Regions from separate parts of the Macaca mulatta genome. Here region 2 is linked to region 1. A link is a contact called in public Hi-C data. All regions are on one chromosome and are shown on one strand. The core of a region is the stretch at or near the end of the contact, and the rest is flanking DNA. Distances in the headings are between cores, read along the strand shown.

Evidence for each region. Hi-C and Micro-C count contacts between places; a contact is called where the count stands out from the background.
Region 2: a contact with region 1 is called in a Hi-C map of blood, with 2.4 times the contacts expected there. The contact joins the promoter of CCDC47 here to the promoter of LOC144335864 in region 1. A contact is called at or near these places in 2 of 14 Hi-C or Micro-C datasets (blood and cortical neurons).

Annotation. Positions count from the first base shown.
Region 1 is chr16:73,493,318-73,500,446 of T2T-MMU8v2.0, reverse strand. It overlaps LOC144335864, which reads right to left and starts at 4,511. Exons shown (of 1, transcript XM_077972427.1): 1 at 2,039-4,511. The coding sequence starts at 4,314. The coding sequence ends at 3,535. It overlaps LIMD2 (LIM domain containing 2), which reads left to right and starts at 4,642. Exons shown (of 5, transcript NM_001260589.1): 1 at 4,642-4,688; 2 at 5,374-5,465; 3 at 5,653-5,694; 4 at 5,783-5,922; 5 at 6,007-6,911. The coding sequence starts at 5,424. The coding sequence ends at 6,166. STRADA (STE20 related adaptor alpha) reads left to right here. Exons shown (of 12, transcript XM_077972407.1): 10 at 160-401; 11 at 695-737; 12 at 887-1,884. The coding sequence ends at 1,105.
Region 2 is chr16:73,562,827-73,569,955 of T2T-MMU8v2.0, reverse strand. CCDC47 (coiled-coil domain containing 47) reads left to right here and starts at 2,545. Exons shown (of 13, transcript NM_001261244.1): 1 at 2,545-2,721. It overlaps DDX42 (DEAD-box helicase 42), which reads right to left and starts at 1,830. Exons shown (of 18, transcript NM_001261555.1): 1 at 1,749-1,830. It overlaps LOC144335870 (a long non-coding RNA gene), which reads right to left. Exons shown (of 3, transcript XR_013407065.1): 2 at 4,997-5,090; 3 at 2,555-3,616.

The DNA.
Region 1 (7,129 bases), core at 3,262-5,761:
GTGACCAGCGTTTCTTTGGGAAAATTGGACTTACTCCACTTCCATCTTTTTCTGCTCTCAAATGATCACATTTGTATATTGGGAAAAGTGTATTTGTGAAGAGACTCAGGCCTTCCAGGGACCCCCCTCCAGCCCAGGTCCTGGTTCTGTCCTCCCCAGATGCTGCTAGAGAAACTAAACGGCACAGTGCCCTGCCTGTTGGATACCAGCACCATCCCTGCCGAGGAGCTGACCATGAGCCCTTCGCGCTCAGTGGCCAACTCTGGCCTGAGTGACAGCCTGACCACCAGCACCCCACGGCCCTCCAATGGCGACTCGCCTTCCCACCCCTACCACCGAACCTTCTCCCCCTACTTCCACCACTTTGTGGAGCAGTGCCTTCAGCGCAACCCGGATGCCAGGTATTCCTGCTGGCCTGGGTCTGGGCTTCGGGAGAGCAGAGGGTGCTCAGGAGGGTAAGGCCAGGGTGTGAAGGGATGCACCTCTCAAAGGTTCTGCAGGGGAATCTGGAGCTATATACAGGAGGGATCAGCTCCTGGGTGTGTCAGAGGCCAGCTTGGGGAGCTCTGGCTACTGTTTCCCATGAGCTGAGGGAGAGGGAGAGGGGACCGGAGGCTGAGGTATAAGTGGCAGGATTTCAGGAAGCTGGGGACACGGCAGTGACGCTGCGGTCTCTCCTCCCCTTTCCCTCCAGGCCCAGTGCCAGCACCCTCCTGAACCACTCTTTCTTCAAGCAGGTACCGTAGCCCCTTCGTTCTGGTTCTGGTTCTAGTCATTCTGGTTCTAACGATTCACAATCCCTTTAGCTTTCTTTCCCCTCCCTTTGAATGAGAGAAATTACCCTGCTTCCGAAGCCCCTGAAAGGCACTGCTCCTTCCTCTCGTAGAGTTGGCTCCGACAGCCCGTCTGCCACCAGGCCATGGGTCCTTGCCCCATGGTGTCCTGGGACCCAGAGCAACAGGATCTGTCACCCACCTCTCTCTTCTCCCCCAGATCAAGCGACGTGCCTCAGAGGCTTTGCCTGAATTGCTTCGTCCTGTCACCCCCATCACCAATTTTGAGAGCAGCCAGTCTCAGGACCATAGTGGAATCTTTGGCCTGGTAACAAACCTGGAAGAGCTGGAGGTGGATGATTGGGAGTTCTGAGCCTCTGCAAACTGTGCGCATTCTCCAGCCAGGGACGCAGAACCTTCCTGAGGGCTGGCCACATTCCCGCCCTCCTGGGCAGATTGGGTAGAAAGGACATTCTTCCAGGAAAGTTGGCTGCTGACTGATTGGGAAAGAAATCCTGGAGAGACACTTCACTGCTCCAAGGCTTTTGGGACACAAGGAAATCTCAACAAGCAGGGATCAAGAGGGTCCAAAGCCGACATTCCCAGTCCTATGAGCTCAGGTGACCTCCTCTACAGAAGGAAGAGATGCTGCTCTAGCTCTGGGAGCCGAATTCCAAGCCCAGGGTTTGACTTCTTAACCCTGAGGACCGCCACCTCTTCCCAATGCTTGCGACCAGCCTCATTCTACTTAACTTTGCTCTCAGATCCTATAGGTCAGTGAAAGGGCAAGTAGTAAGCTACCTGCCTCCCTTCCCCTAGACCTCTCCCTCATAATTCCAGAGAAGGGTATTTCTGTCTGTTTAAGCACGGACTAAGGCTGGGACAGTCCATCCTTATCCCTTTTCTGGCTTGGGCCCTGACACCTAAGTCTTTCCCACGGTTTATGTGTGTGCCTCATTCCTTTCCCACCAAGAATCTATCTTAGCACCTCCTGCCAGCTGCCCTGGTGCTTTCTCCAAGGGCCATCAGTGTCTTGCCTAGCTTGAGGGCTTAAGTCCTTATGCTGTGTTAGTTTCGTTATCAGAACAAATTAAAATTTCCAGAGACCCTGCTGGAGAATGGCATTGTGTCTGCATCAGCGCAGGGGCTACAGGCTGCTTCCTGGTGTGTGTGCTTGCAGGGATGGCCGTGCTGCTCCAGGTGAGAGTCGTCCCGCCATCCAAGAGCAGGCCCATGGGTGCTCACGGAAGCTCAGCAGTGACCTCTTTCATTAGATAGACCAGTTTATTTGAAAACCCATAACAGATCTGTCTCTTAACTAAAATTTTAAGACTATGAATTTTAGCCTGTGGCCATCAAACCACTTTGGAGCTAAAAATGTCCAAAGATTGAGATTGAGGCAGAGGATGCTGGCGGCCTTTGGCAGGAAAGGAGGTAGAAGGGTTTGTCTTGCAACCTGACCTGGGTGTCTCCTTACCCTGGGTGCTAGCACCCAAAGAGCAGGAAACCTAAGAACCAGCCCCGCCCGTCCCTGCCATCCTGGCTGGCGCCAGTGAGTGTGAGCAAGGGGGTGCAAATATGAGTCTCCCTGCAGTGCTTCCAGGGCACACGGCTTACCCTTCTCCCAGTCTCTCAGGGGGAAGGCCCTCCCCCAGCTCAGGCACCTCAAATGCCCTCTAACCTAAAGCTGTTCTGAACCGTCAGATGCCCTTGCTTTCCATTTCCTCCCCAATTTTAACAGCAGTTTAAAGAAGAAAAGTAAGCTTCTTTGGGCAGTGAGAGGCTAAGGTGAAGGGAATGACACCCACCTTGGGCTAGGATGGGGCCTGGGGTGAGTGAGTGAGGAGTAGGGGGCCTCATTTCCGGTCCTCCTCCCCCTGCTTTAAACCTCAAATTCCCTTCGCCCTGCCCTGCCACCCCCCCACCCGACAGAGTCGCTCTGTCACCCAGGCTGGAGTGTACTGGCTTCATCTTGACTCACTGCAGCCTCCACCTCCCAGGTTCAAACAGTTCTCCTGCCTCAGCCTCCCAAGTAGCTAGGATTACAGGCACACACACCATGCCTGGATAATTTTCGTATTTTTAGTAGAGACGGGATTTCACCATGTTGGCCAGGCTGGTCTCGAACTTCTGACCTTGTGATCTGCCTGCCTCTGCCTCCCAAAGTGCTGGGACTAAAGGCGTGAGCCACCGCTGAGCCAAGTTCCCTTTTTTGTTTGTTTGTTTGTTTGTTTTAACGCTGGTTATCAGTTTCCTTTGCTTCCGGATGCCTTCTGCACCTTGCTCTCGGGGCATCCTCAATGCCCATCTGCAGCTTAGCCCACAGGCCCGTCCTGGGCAGGATGCTGGGGCCTCACTGTGCCCAGTGGCAGTGAGCCCTGCTCATGGTGCCCCCCGGTCTTCCTGTTTCTTGCATCAAGCAGCCCCTTTGGAGAATCGGACAGGTGTGGAAGCTTTCCCGAGAGGCAGCCACTTTAGAGGGTCTGACACTCCCCACTGGAGAGTCGGCCCACAGTGCAGGCAAAACGCAGATTTTCCTCTAGAGAGAACAGAAGGCTGGAGAGGAGACACGGAGCCGGTGCGTGGAGCCCGCCAGCCTGGGAAACAGCTGGGCGCTGGGGAAGCTGCAGCCTCCCTGCTCCCCTGCCAGGCATCGGGCGGGAGCTGTTCTGTTCCCTGTCAAGCGCGTGGGCCGCCAGTGCTATTCCTGCCACAGTGTGGGAAGGCTCTGGGCGCAGGGCTGTGCTTCCCGGAGCAGCTTCTAGCCTGATTTCAGGCCAAGCCACTCGGTCCCTGGTGCCCGGGAAGGCGCCGGCCTCGCCTTCTGTCTCTCGCCTGCTATGCCTCTGGCCTGCTGTGCGGCTGCAGGGAGGGAGCAGCTCTGCGGCCCGATCTCTGTCACCTCAGCTCTCTGGGCCGCGGCTTCCCCGTGAGAAATGAAGCGCGCTTGTTGGAGGGGCGGCCCCCAGGGGTCGCGGTTGCTGCCCACAGAATTCCGCCCCAGAAACACGTGAGGACTTGAAGCCTCAGGGGACGGGTGCTCCGGGAACCACGCATAGCGGCCTCCCCAGCCCGTCACAGGGTTGCAGAGGCGCCAAGGGCTGGTGGAGCCGCCGGGTCCTCGTGCAGGCTCCTCAGCGAGCCAGCGCCCCAGGCTCCCCGCAGCCTCGCGGCCGGGCCTGGGGACCGCGTGCCCGGGCGCTGCCTCCAGCCTCGTGGGCCGCAAGAGGGCGGGGGCGGCCCCTGGCGGCAGGAGGACTCGGCGGCCCGAGGGACCCTGGGCCAGGCTCCGGGGTCGCCCCGGCTGGGTCTCTGAGGCCCCAAAGCTCTGGGCGGGAATGGGGCGCCCGCGCCTGCGCGCGAGGCCACCCGGGGGAAACCGAAGCAGTGAATGGCCCAGGCCCAGCCCGGTTATCCCGGAGACAGGCCGGGAGTGCCCGGTGTCCTGCGACCGCAGCCGTCGCAGCCTGAACTCCTCCCCTCCCCGTGGGATGCGGAGCGCGGCCCTTCCATCCTGTCCCCGCCACCGTCGTTTCCCCATGCCGGGTCACCGTCGGGATGGACAGACGGCGCGGCCGGTGCCCAAGGCATGCGAGCGCGGGGCCCGCGGGGCGCTGAGGAGCCGGGAGCGCGGAGCCGGAGCTGGGGACAGACAAAGGCGGGGACGGCGGCGAGGGGAAGACAAAGCGCGGAGGGGGGTCGGCGGCGGCGCCCGGGCCCCGGAGGCGGCTCCGGGCGCGGCGGAGCCAATGGGCGGGCGCGGGGCGGGGGCCGGCGGGGGCGGCGCAGCGATAAGGCGGTGGCGGCGGCGGCCGCTCGGGGACCACTGGCAGCGGCGGTAGCTCGCGTCCGCGCCCTTATCGCACCCGTGTGCCCCCGGAGACAGATCCCGCCCCGCGGCCCAGGCCGGGCCTGGTGAGAGCCGCGGGGGGAGGGGCCGCGTCCGGCTCCGGAACCAGGGGAGGTGCCGAGGGGTGTGGGGTGAGGGCCACCCGTGGGGTCCCAGCGAGTCCGCGAGCCGCTCTGGCCCGGGGCGCACAGTCTCGAGTCCTCGCTTCAGGTCCGGCCCCCGGCTGGGCGGAGCCGAGACCCGCTGGCTGGGTTCGCGGCGTCGGGGTCTGGGGTCCGGTCCGCGCGGGGCCAGGTCCGGGACCGAGGGGCGGGGCGGGCGGGGACCTCGGGCGCTGTCCAGGGGCTGCCCAGCCGAGGCCTGGACGCCCGGGCGCGGCGCGGGGCAGTGAGGGCCGGGGTCAGGTCGGGGCAGCGGCTTCTCATCGCGGCCCCGCCTGTCCCGACCTCCCCTCACCCCAAGCGGGGTCCCCGCCCGCGGGGCGCACACGGCGGCTGCGCGGGAGCCCGCGGCCCCTCAGCTCCCGCTAACTTTGTTCTTCCGAGGGACGGTGCCACTCGGGACCCCGGCCTCTGGGGAGCAGGGGTGGGGGAGGTGGGGGAGGGGCGGAAGTGGCAAGACCAAGAGCAACAGGAAATGACTTAGGGAAAGTCCCAACCGCAATCCCCCCAGCCCCTGCCTGTCAACACCCCCCACCCTGCAGGCTGGGGCCGGACTGGCGGGGCCCTCCCGACTGACTTCCCCTTGCAGAACCCAGCGGGTGCCGCGTCTCCACCCGAGGCTTCCACCTCCAACAAGCCATGTTCCAGGCTGCAGGAGCCGCCCAGGCCACCCCCTCTCATGTAAGTGCCCGGCCGGGTGGGAGGACCCGCCAGACGGGAGCCTGGCCTGGGGAAAAGGGGAGAGGCTCCAGAGTTTGCCGGCCCCCTTTGCCCCCTGCGGCGCGTCCCTAGGCCTTGGGCTGATGGCTGCAGCCCTGGTCCAAGGCCTCCCGGAGCTGCTCCTGCCCTGACCGCCCCTCTCCCTCAGGATGCCAAAGGCGGCGGCAGCAGCACGGTGCAGCGCTCCAAGGTAGGGGCCTGGGGCCGGTGTGCGGGAGGAGGGGTGTGAGGGAGCGGGATGGGCACTGGGGCAGCACCTGGCTGAGCCTCCCGCACAGTCCTTCAGCCTGCGGGCCCAGGTGAAGGAGACCTGCGCCGCCTGCCAGAAGACCGTGTACCCCATGGAGCGGCTGGTGGCTGACAAGCTCATTTTCCACAACTCTTGCTTCTGCTGCAAGCACTGTCACACCAAGCTCAGGTGCGCCCCTGCCCTGCCCGCCCCCGCCTCGTCTGCCAACCCAGCCCCGACCTGGCCTGACCTGACGCCGTTTGGCTTCTGCAGCCTGGGCAGCTATGCCGCGCTGCACGGGGAGTTCTACTGCAAACCCCACTTCCAGCAGCTGTTTAAGAGCAAAGGCAACTACGACGAGGGGTTTGGCCGCAAGCAACACAAGGAGCTCTGGGCCCACAAGGAGGTGGACCCCGGCACCAAGACGGCCTGAGGCCTCTGCAACCTTCCACCCACTCTGCGGAGGGCCTGGAGCCGGCAGGGGGAAGATGGGAAGGAGGTGGAGCTGGGCTTGCGTGGGGGCCAGGTGGGAAGGGGATGAGGCTTGCTCAGGCGGAGGGGCCCAGGGCAGGGCTCTGCTCCAGGATTCCTTTCTTCCTCCTCCTCCCGCAGCCGGTGAGGGTTTGGGAACCAGGATTGGGGTCTGCCCACCACCCTGCTTCCTGCTTCGTTCAGCCACCATCCCCACCTTACCCCAGGACCCCCTGGGAGGCTCCCAAGCCCAGCTTCCCTATCTAGGTGCCTTTTCTCCAGCAAGGAGTCAGCATGCCCCGCTCAGGGTCCCAAGCTCCCTCACTGCCACCGGAGACAGTGTGGCCCCCACTTCTCCCCATCTACCTCTATCCTTAACCTGGTTCTGAGCCACGGAGACAGGGAGGAAGGAGCGCCACAGTGCCACCTGTTGGGCCTCATAAATGCCCCTGCAGCCCATGGGGGAGGGGATGGGGAAGTGGAGCCACCCTGCCTCTGCAGGGCAAGGCAGGGCCTGCCCCAGTGGGGCTTGGGACCATCTCGAACCACCAGCGTGGAGAAGCAGAAGCAAAAGCACTCACCAGGCTGCAGCCTCAGGCACTGGCAGGGGCTGGTGCGGCCCCACTCCCCTCCCCTACTCCCGTTTCTGCCCATCCTGACTGTTGTGACCAACCCCGTTTTAAACATGTTTCAATAGATGCAGATTCTCTATTGTGTGGCCTGCTGGGGGATTTGTCGCAGAAAGGGTGCAAACTCACCATGGGGAGGGCTTGCGGGGACAGGGCCAGCCCGGAGTACCTCGGCCCGGATGGGGGTAGGGGGCTAGAAGTGGGTGTCAGTTCCCTGACACACCATTGAAAAATGGGAGGGGTCCTCTTCACAGCCAGGGCTCCATGCTGTCACACCACAGTGGTTTTGAAACTGA
Region 2 (7,129 bases), core at 1,296-3,795, 71 kb before region 1:
TCACTTGCATTTCTGGAGGTGGAAGAAAGAGTTCTAGTGACAGTGATTAGCATCTACTCTACATAATACCTTGAGAGTATCTCACACACTATATAGAGGTCAGTTCTTTAATGAGAATCTATATAAAAACTCAAGAACGTAATCACATTCTTCTAAACTAAATATAAGTAAATGCTAGGTTTTGGTTATTTTAGAAGCATCCCTTCTCTTGTCAGCTTAAAGCAACTGGGAGCTGATTATATGACTATCAATGTAACAAAACAAATTTAAATTACTGCACTCCTCTCTTTTATTAAATTGCTACAATATAAATCAGATATTATCATTCCTCTGATCGAAACCCTCAGATCCTTCTTAAGTAATAGCCTAAAAGGCTCTGGTTGTTCCGCTCACTCCCTTCCCCCAATTCTTCCCAGACTATCTCCTAATACTCCCTCAGCTCACAGTGCTCCAAACGCATTGGTCTTCGCACTCTTAACGGGCCAGCTTTGTCCTTCTCAAGGCCTTTATATTTGTTACTCTCTAGCTTGGAACGTTCCTTTCCCCAGATAAACATAGGCTCACTCCTCCTTCCAGTCCGCTTAAACATAAGCTTGTCTGTAGGGACTTCCCTGACCACTTTATTGCAAATTCTAACAACACCTCCCCAACCCCCTTTCCAGCTTTCTTTTTCCTAAGGTACTGATCATCTTCTAACATTCAGTATAATTTATGTATTTCTTTGCCTCTCCTTGCGCTACTAGAAAGTTAAGTTTCACAAAGGCAGGGGTCTAACACCTATCCCTATCACCTAGAACGGCGCTAGAGAATAGGCACCAATAAAAATATCCCTTCAATGAATGAATTGTACATTAGGCATTGTGTAAATGCCTCTTCCAGGTACAGAAAGACACATTTTCTTTTCCCAGCTGTCAAAGTCTAAATGTTAATTTTTGTACAAAACACTCACTGCTCACCTCCTATACGCCAGAACTGAGCCAGGCTCTGCAAAGTGACTTAAGACATAGTCCCTGCCTTTTAGGAAGTCCTGGGTGTGTATATGAGGGAGGACAGACATAGAAACATCATTCACAAAAAGAATATACAGGAAATTGGATAACTGCCTATAGGAGTGTAGGCAACAGGGAAATTCTCAGTGATGAGAATATAATTCCCCAAAACTCTCGAGAGCTTCTCCTATGTTTTTGATGCATATGTTTGTAACTCCACATAAATTATTTATTCACATCAGATAGGCTTTCAAGTAGGCCGCAAAAAAGTTTGGGTGACAAAGTGATGCTAATAATCGACCTACTCAAGGCTGCACAAAGATCACCGCTTACATCTTTTCACTCCTCTCATTTGGCAGCTTTTGCCTATCAGGACCCCAAATTCGGAAGCCTGCATCTCCCAAGCGCTGCCTCCTTGGGCCAGAATTCTCCCCGCGCTATCCCTGCCTCGGAGCCGGGCACCCTGCAAATCCCTTTCCTAGGCGAGCGGGCGCCGCCTCCGGAAAGCCGCCAACTGGGCCTCGGTAAGACTTGCGAGGGAAGCGGGAGCTGTGGGAGGGCGACGCGGCTAGGAAGGAACCCTCGAGGCCTCTGCCCGCACTCCCACCCCTTCCCAGCACCCCGGCCGCGGGTGCCCCGAGGCTCTGCCGACTCTTTGTTAAGCAAGGCCGCGGTTCCTCCGCCCTCGCTAGGCCCAGCAGTTGCCTCCAGTGCCCCTAAGGACTAGCGGCCCTGCGTCCAAAACCCCCACGAACAAACCTGCTGCTATGGCTGCAGCCGCAGCTGCTACCACCGCCGGCACGGAGAGAATCCCGCGGCCCAAAGTACGCGCTGTCCCAGCCCGGTCCCGCCGCGCTCCTTCCTCTCCGCCCCCTTCGCCGCCGCCACCACCGCCACCGCCACCGCCACCGCCACCGCCTCACGGCCCGTTGCTGAAGGGGGGAGGGTAACAAAAACCCGACATGCGCAGTGAGGAGTGCGCGGGCCGAAGGGCGGGGCCGGGGCTACGACTCCCGGAAGGCGCCTGACCTAAAAGCTCCAGAACGCCTCCCAGGCTCCTCAGATACTCTGACAGGAAACTGCTAGTTGGGTGGACAGAGTTCATGACCCGTCTAGAAAGTGGGTCTGGGAATGAAGAAAAAGTGGCGTCAGGAGGCTGGTCAAAAAATCCCAAGAGAAAATGGGTTGGGCAGAAACCACATTTACATGAACATGCCTATCATTTAAACTCTGGTCCGTTGCAAATACTACTACAGCGACACTCTTGCCTTTGGCCACGTGGTTCCGCACAGCATCACTACCTTTAGCTTCCGGAGCACCGGTTCCGTGTGACGTCAACTTGACGGAACCCTACGGAGGAGGATTGGTATAGGCGAGAGCAGTTCCGGCCCAGGGGCGGGGATTATGTAATTTTCCCAGAAGCCCCACCTCGCCTCAGCTGGGCGGGGAAGAGGGAGGTCTTGCGCTGTCCCTAGTGTTGCGTCCCGCCCCGCACACTGCACACTGCACACTGCGCGCAGGCGCTGACGAGCCGCTCGCATTCTACGTAACGGACGGCGGAGGCTACGTGAAGAGAGGCGCGGCGTGCCTGAGCTACGGTTCTGGCTGTGTCCTAGAGGCATCCAGGGTAGTAAAACAGCTGCGATCGCGGAGGCTGCGGCCAGGCCGAGAGGCAGGCGGAGCAGGGGTGGCGGACGTAGGGCGCTGGGCCGGGTTTCGGCCTTGGCCACAGGTAAGGAGCGGGCCAGGACGCGCTTGTCGGCGGGGCCGGCCCAGGCCGAGCGGTGACTCCGAGTTGCTTGGCCTGTAGCCCGGTCCGGTTGAGATAATTGTAATGGTTTAGGGGAACTTTCCCATGGACTGTGAGCAAATGATAGCCAGAAGGGCAGAGTTAGAGGAAATGTACAGTGTGTGCCGCAGGATGCCATTAGGATGTATTGATTCTCTTGGGTGGGGAGAAACTAGGCGAGGGGGTTTAATAGAAGCAAAAACCTCTGTGGCCAGTCTCCTCTGGAGGTTTCTAGCATGAAACGTGTTTGTATCCAACACGTATAAGGAGACAGAGGAAAGTCTGCATGATTTCCAGAATACTCGTTCTGGCCGTTGTCAGAAAGACCTAATCTAAAATGACAACAAGGAATAATGGCCTCACTCAGTCCCCTTCCCTCAAGTCTGGACTCAGTCGCTGAGGAACTATTGGATGAGCTTGCAGAAAATAATCAAACCAGACTTGTCAGTGCTTGTGTGAATTTTCCTTGGTCCTGTGTTGCTTGCTTCAGGAGTCATAGAAGCTGGGTGGCCTGGCAAGAACTTGTGCGTTTGAGAACTGAGTTAACAGGTGCAGCAGAGACTTCTAAGGGGGAAGGCCAAGGTAAAAATGGCTTGGATGATTGTAACCTAAATAACCTCGAAGGATCTCCATTATAGTGCTGAGTTATCTTAGAAGTGTTTCTATGGTGTGAATATTCTAAGTGGAAATTCAATTTGAAATGAGCAGATCTTTTGGTAGGCTGTTAATCGAGTTGGCTGTTCCAGTGTTAACTTTTAGTTACTTATATTTGAAAAAAAAAGTTTTAAGAGTAGGATTTGAAAAGGAGGCCGGGCGCGGTGACTCACGGCTGTAATCCCTGCACTTTGGGAGGCCGAGGCGGGCGGATCACGACGAGGTCAGGAGATCGAGACCATCCTGGCTAACACAGTGAAACCCCGTCTCTACTAAAAATACAAAAAAATTAGCCAGGCGTGGTGGTGGTGGTGGGCGCCTGTAGTCCCAGCTACTTGGGAGGCTGAGGCAGGAGAATGGCGTGAACCCGGGAGGCGGAGCTTGCAGTGACCCGAGATCACACCACTACACTCCAACCTGGGCTACAGAGGGAGACTCTGCCTCAAAAAAACAACTAAAATAAATATGAAGAAAAATAAAGACAAAATACCCACAATTCTACTATATAAGCTAACTACTATTTGTATGTAAATGTATGTTTTTCTAAACCAAATTTGTCCAACCCATGGCCTGCAGGCCGCATGTGACCCAGTACAGCTTTGAAAGTAGCCTAACACAAATTTGCAAACTTTGTTAAAACATTATGAGATATTTTTTAGCTTATCGACTATTATTAGTGTGTTTTATGTATGGCCCAAGACAATTATTCTTCCCATGTGGCTCAGGGAAACCAAAAAATTGGACACCCCTGTTAAACTTTTTTGTTTTGTTTTTCTTTTTCTTTTTTTTTTTTTGAGATGGAGTTTCACTCTTGTTGCCCAGGCTGGACTGCAATGGCACTGTCTCGGCTCACTACAACCTCCACCTCCTGATTCAAGCGATCCTCCTGCTTCAGTCTCCCAAGTAGCTGGGATTACAGGCGCCTGCCACCATGCCCGGCTAATTTTTGTATTTTTAGTAGACATGAGTTTTCACCATGTTGGTCAGTCTGGCCTCAAACTCCTGACCTCAGGTGATCTGCCCACCTTGGCCTCCGAAAGTGCTGAGATTATAGGTGTGAGCCATCGCACCCAGCCAAACCTTTTTCTTTATGTGCATTTGCTTCTGAAACAATCTGGTTTTCACCTTCATTTGTAACTTTTTTTTTTTTTTTTTTTTTCCATTTAGACAGGGCCTTGCTCTGTTGCCCAGGTTGTAGTGCAGTGGTGCAGTCATGGCTCACTGAAGCCTCAACCTCCTGGGCTCAGGTGATTCTCCCACCTCGGCCACTAGAATAGCCGGACTACAGGTGCACACCACCAGACTTGACTTATTTATTTATTTATTTTTGAGACAGAGTCTCCCTATGTCGCCCGGGCTAGAGTGCAGTGGTGCGATCTCAGCTCACAGCAACCTCTGCCTCCCAGGTTCAAGTGATTCTCATCAACCTCCCAAATAGTTGGGATTACAGGTGTGCGCTACCACGCTGGCTAATTTTTGAAATATTTTTAGTAGAGGCAGGGTTTTACCATGTTGGCCAGGCTCGTCTCTAATTCCTGACCTCAAGTGATCTGTCTACCTCGGCCTCCCAAACTGCTGGGATTATAGGAATGAGCGTGAGACTTAGCTAATTTAAAACATTTTTTTTGTAGAGAGGAAGTGTCACTATGTTGCCCAGGCTGTGTAACCAATTTTTTAATTACTTTGAGGTTTTTTTTTTTTTTGAGACGGAGTCTCACTCTGTCACCCAGGCTGGAGTGCAGTGGCCGGATCTCAGCTCACTGCAAGCTCCGCCTCCCGGGTTCACGCCATTCTCCTGCCTCAGCCTCCCGAGTAGCTGGGACTACGGGCGCCCGTTGCCTCGCCCGGCTAGTTTTTTTGTATTTTTTAGTAGAGACAGGGTTTCACCGGGTTAGCCAGGATGGTCTCGATCTCCTGACCTCGTGATCCGCCCATCTCGGCCTCCCAAAGTGCTGGGATTACAGGCTTGAGCCACCGCGCCCGGCCTTACTTTGAGGTTTTTATTTTGTTATTTGTGTTTTGTTTTGAGGCATGTTTCACTGTTACCCAGGCTGGAATGCATTAGCATGATGACAGTTCACTGCAGCCTCGGCCTTGAGAGCTCAAGTGATTTTCTCACCTCATTCCTCGAGTAGCTGGGACTACAGGCACATGCCGCCAAACCCAGCTAATTTTTCTATTTTGTTTGTAGAGGTGGGTTTTTGCCATGTTGCCAAGGCTGGTCTCCAGCTCTTGTGCTCAAGCAATCCACTCTCCCCAATCTCCCACAGTGCTGGGATTACAGGGGAGAGCCACCACCCTGTATAACAATTTTTAATGGACAACAGTAGCTTTGGTTTTTATACATCCATAGTTTAATCAAAGAGTTTAACCAAATTTCACCATCATAAATAATATTGTAGCACATGTCCTTGAAACTGAATTCCTGTGCAGATTTATTTTCAATTCAGGAATTGTGCTTTATCTTGGCATAGTATCTACTGTGGCGATATGCTTTAGTGAAGGTACATTTAATTACAGTAGGATCATTGTGAAAAGCAGTGAATGCCAAAGGAGTTTTTGTATTACTTTTGCAATAATTGGTTAGCCTTTGATGATTATTGAATGCTTATATGTAACAAAAGTTCTGTTTTAGAAAGATGCTGGTGGTTTTTGGGGAGGAAAAGTAGGGAGTGGGGAGATCATTAAGACAATACCCTTTAGAATAATATGGTGGCTCTTCAGCAGGTGGGGGTAACTTGGGTTGTAGTGGCTGTGGGAATCAAAGAAGGAAACACCAGGATTTGATGGCTGATAGATTTCAAGGGAAAAAGAAGGCAAAACATTAGATATCTTGTTCTTTTCAACAAGCAAGACTGGAAAAAATGTGATTGATATTAATATACAAATAAGAAATTCAGATACCTGATGATTTTGAGATGACTATAGTCAGGGATAGGGTCAGCCTGAGGGGAGGCCTGTGAAGTAAGAATGGTCTTTATATTTTTTTAAAGTTTTTTTTTAAAAAGAAGAATATGCAGCAGAGACCAGTATGTACCCCATAAAGCCTAAATATTTACTATCTTACTAGATAACACGAAAAGTTTGTAGGACATCAAAACAGATATGTCTTCAAGGTTACAGTGAGTTATGACATAGGGCTGATGTTTAGATGAGGGACAGGACCGGAAATACAGCCTAAATGGGTTTGATGGTTGAAATATACTTTTCAAATTTCAGCTCAAATGGTCTCCCCCGTCTATTTTTTTTTTGTGAAGCCTTACCTATTTGGTAAAATGGTTACATTGTCCTCTGTGTTTTCATATAATTGGGCACATATTTTGTCACAGATATGATATCGTTATATTTGTTAATGCAGAAACTTTTTTCATATATTAGAAAACTTAATGTTCTTCAAAAAGCTATAAAATGATATATTCAATTCCATCATACACACTAGGAACAATTGGTTAGCAAAAAATTACTGCTTCTAAGCAAGTTATATGAAAGCACAGCCACCTACCTACATTTGAGAAGCAGCCTGAGAAGTGGTTCATAGCATGGATTCTGGAGGCAAAACTCCGGGATCAAATCACAACTCTTTGTCACTTGGTAGTTGTACTACTCAGCATCTCTCTGCCCCATTTTCCTTATCAGTGAAATGGGGATGTTAATATTGCAGCTTTCCTAAGAGCGTTCTTATGAGGATTAAATTAGT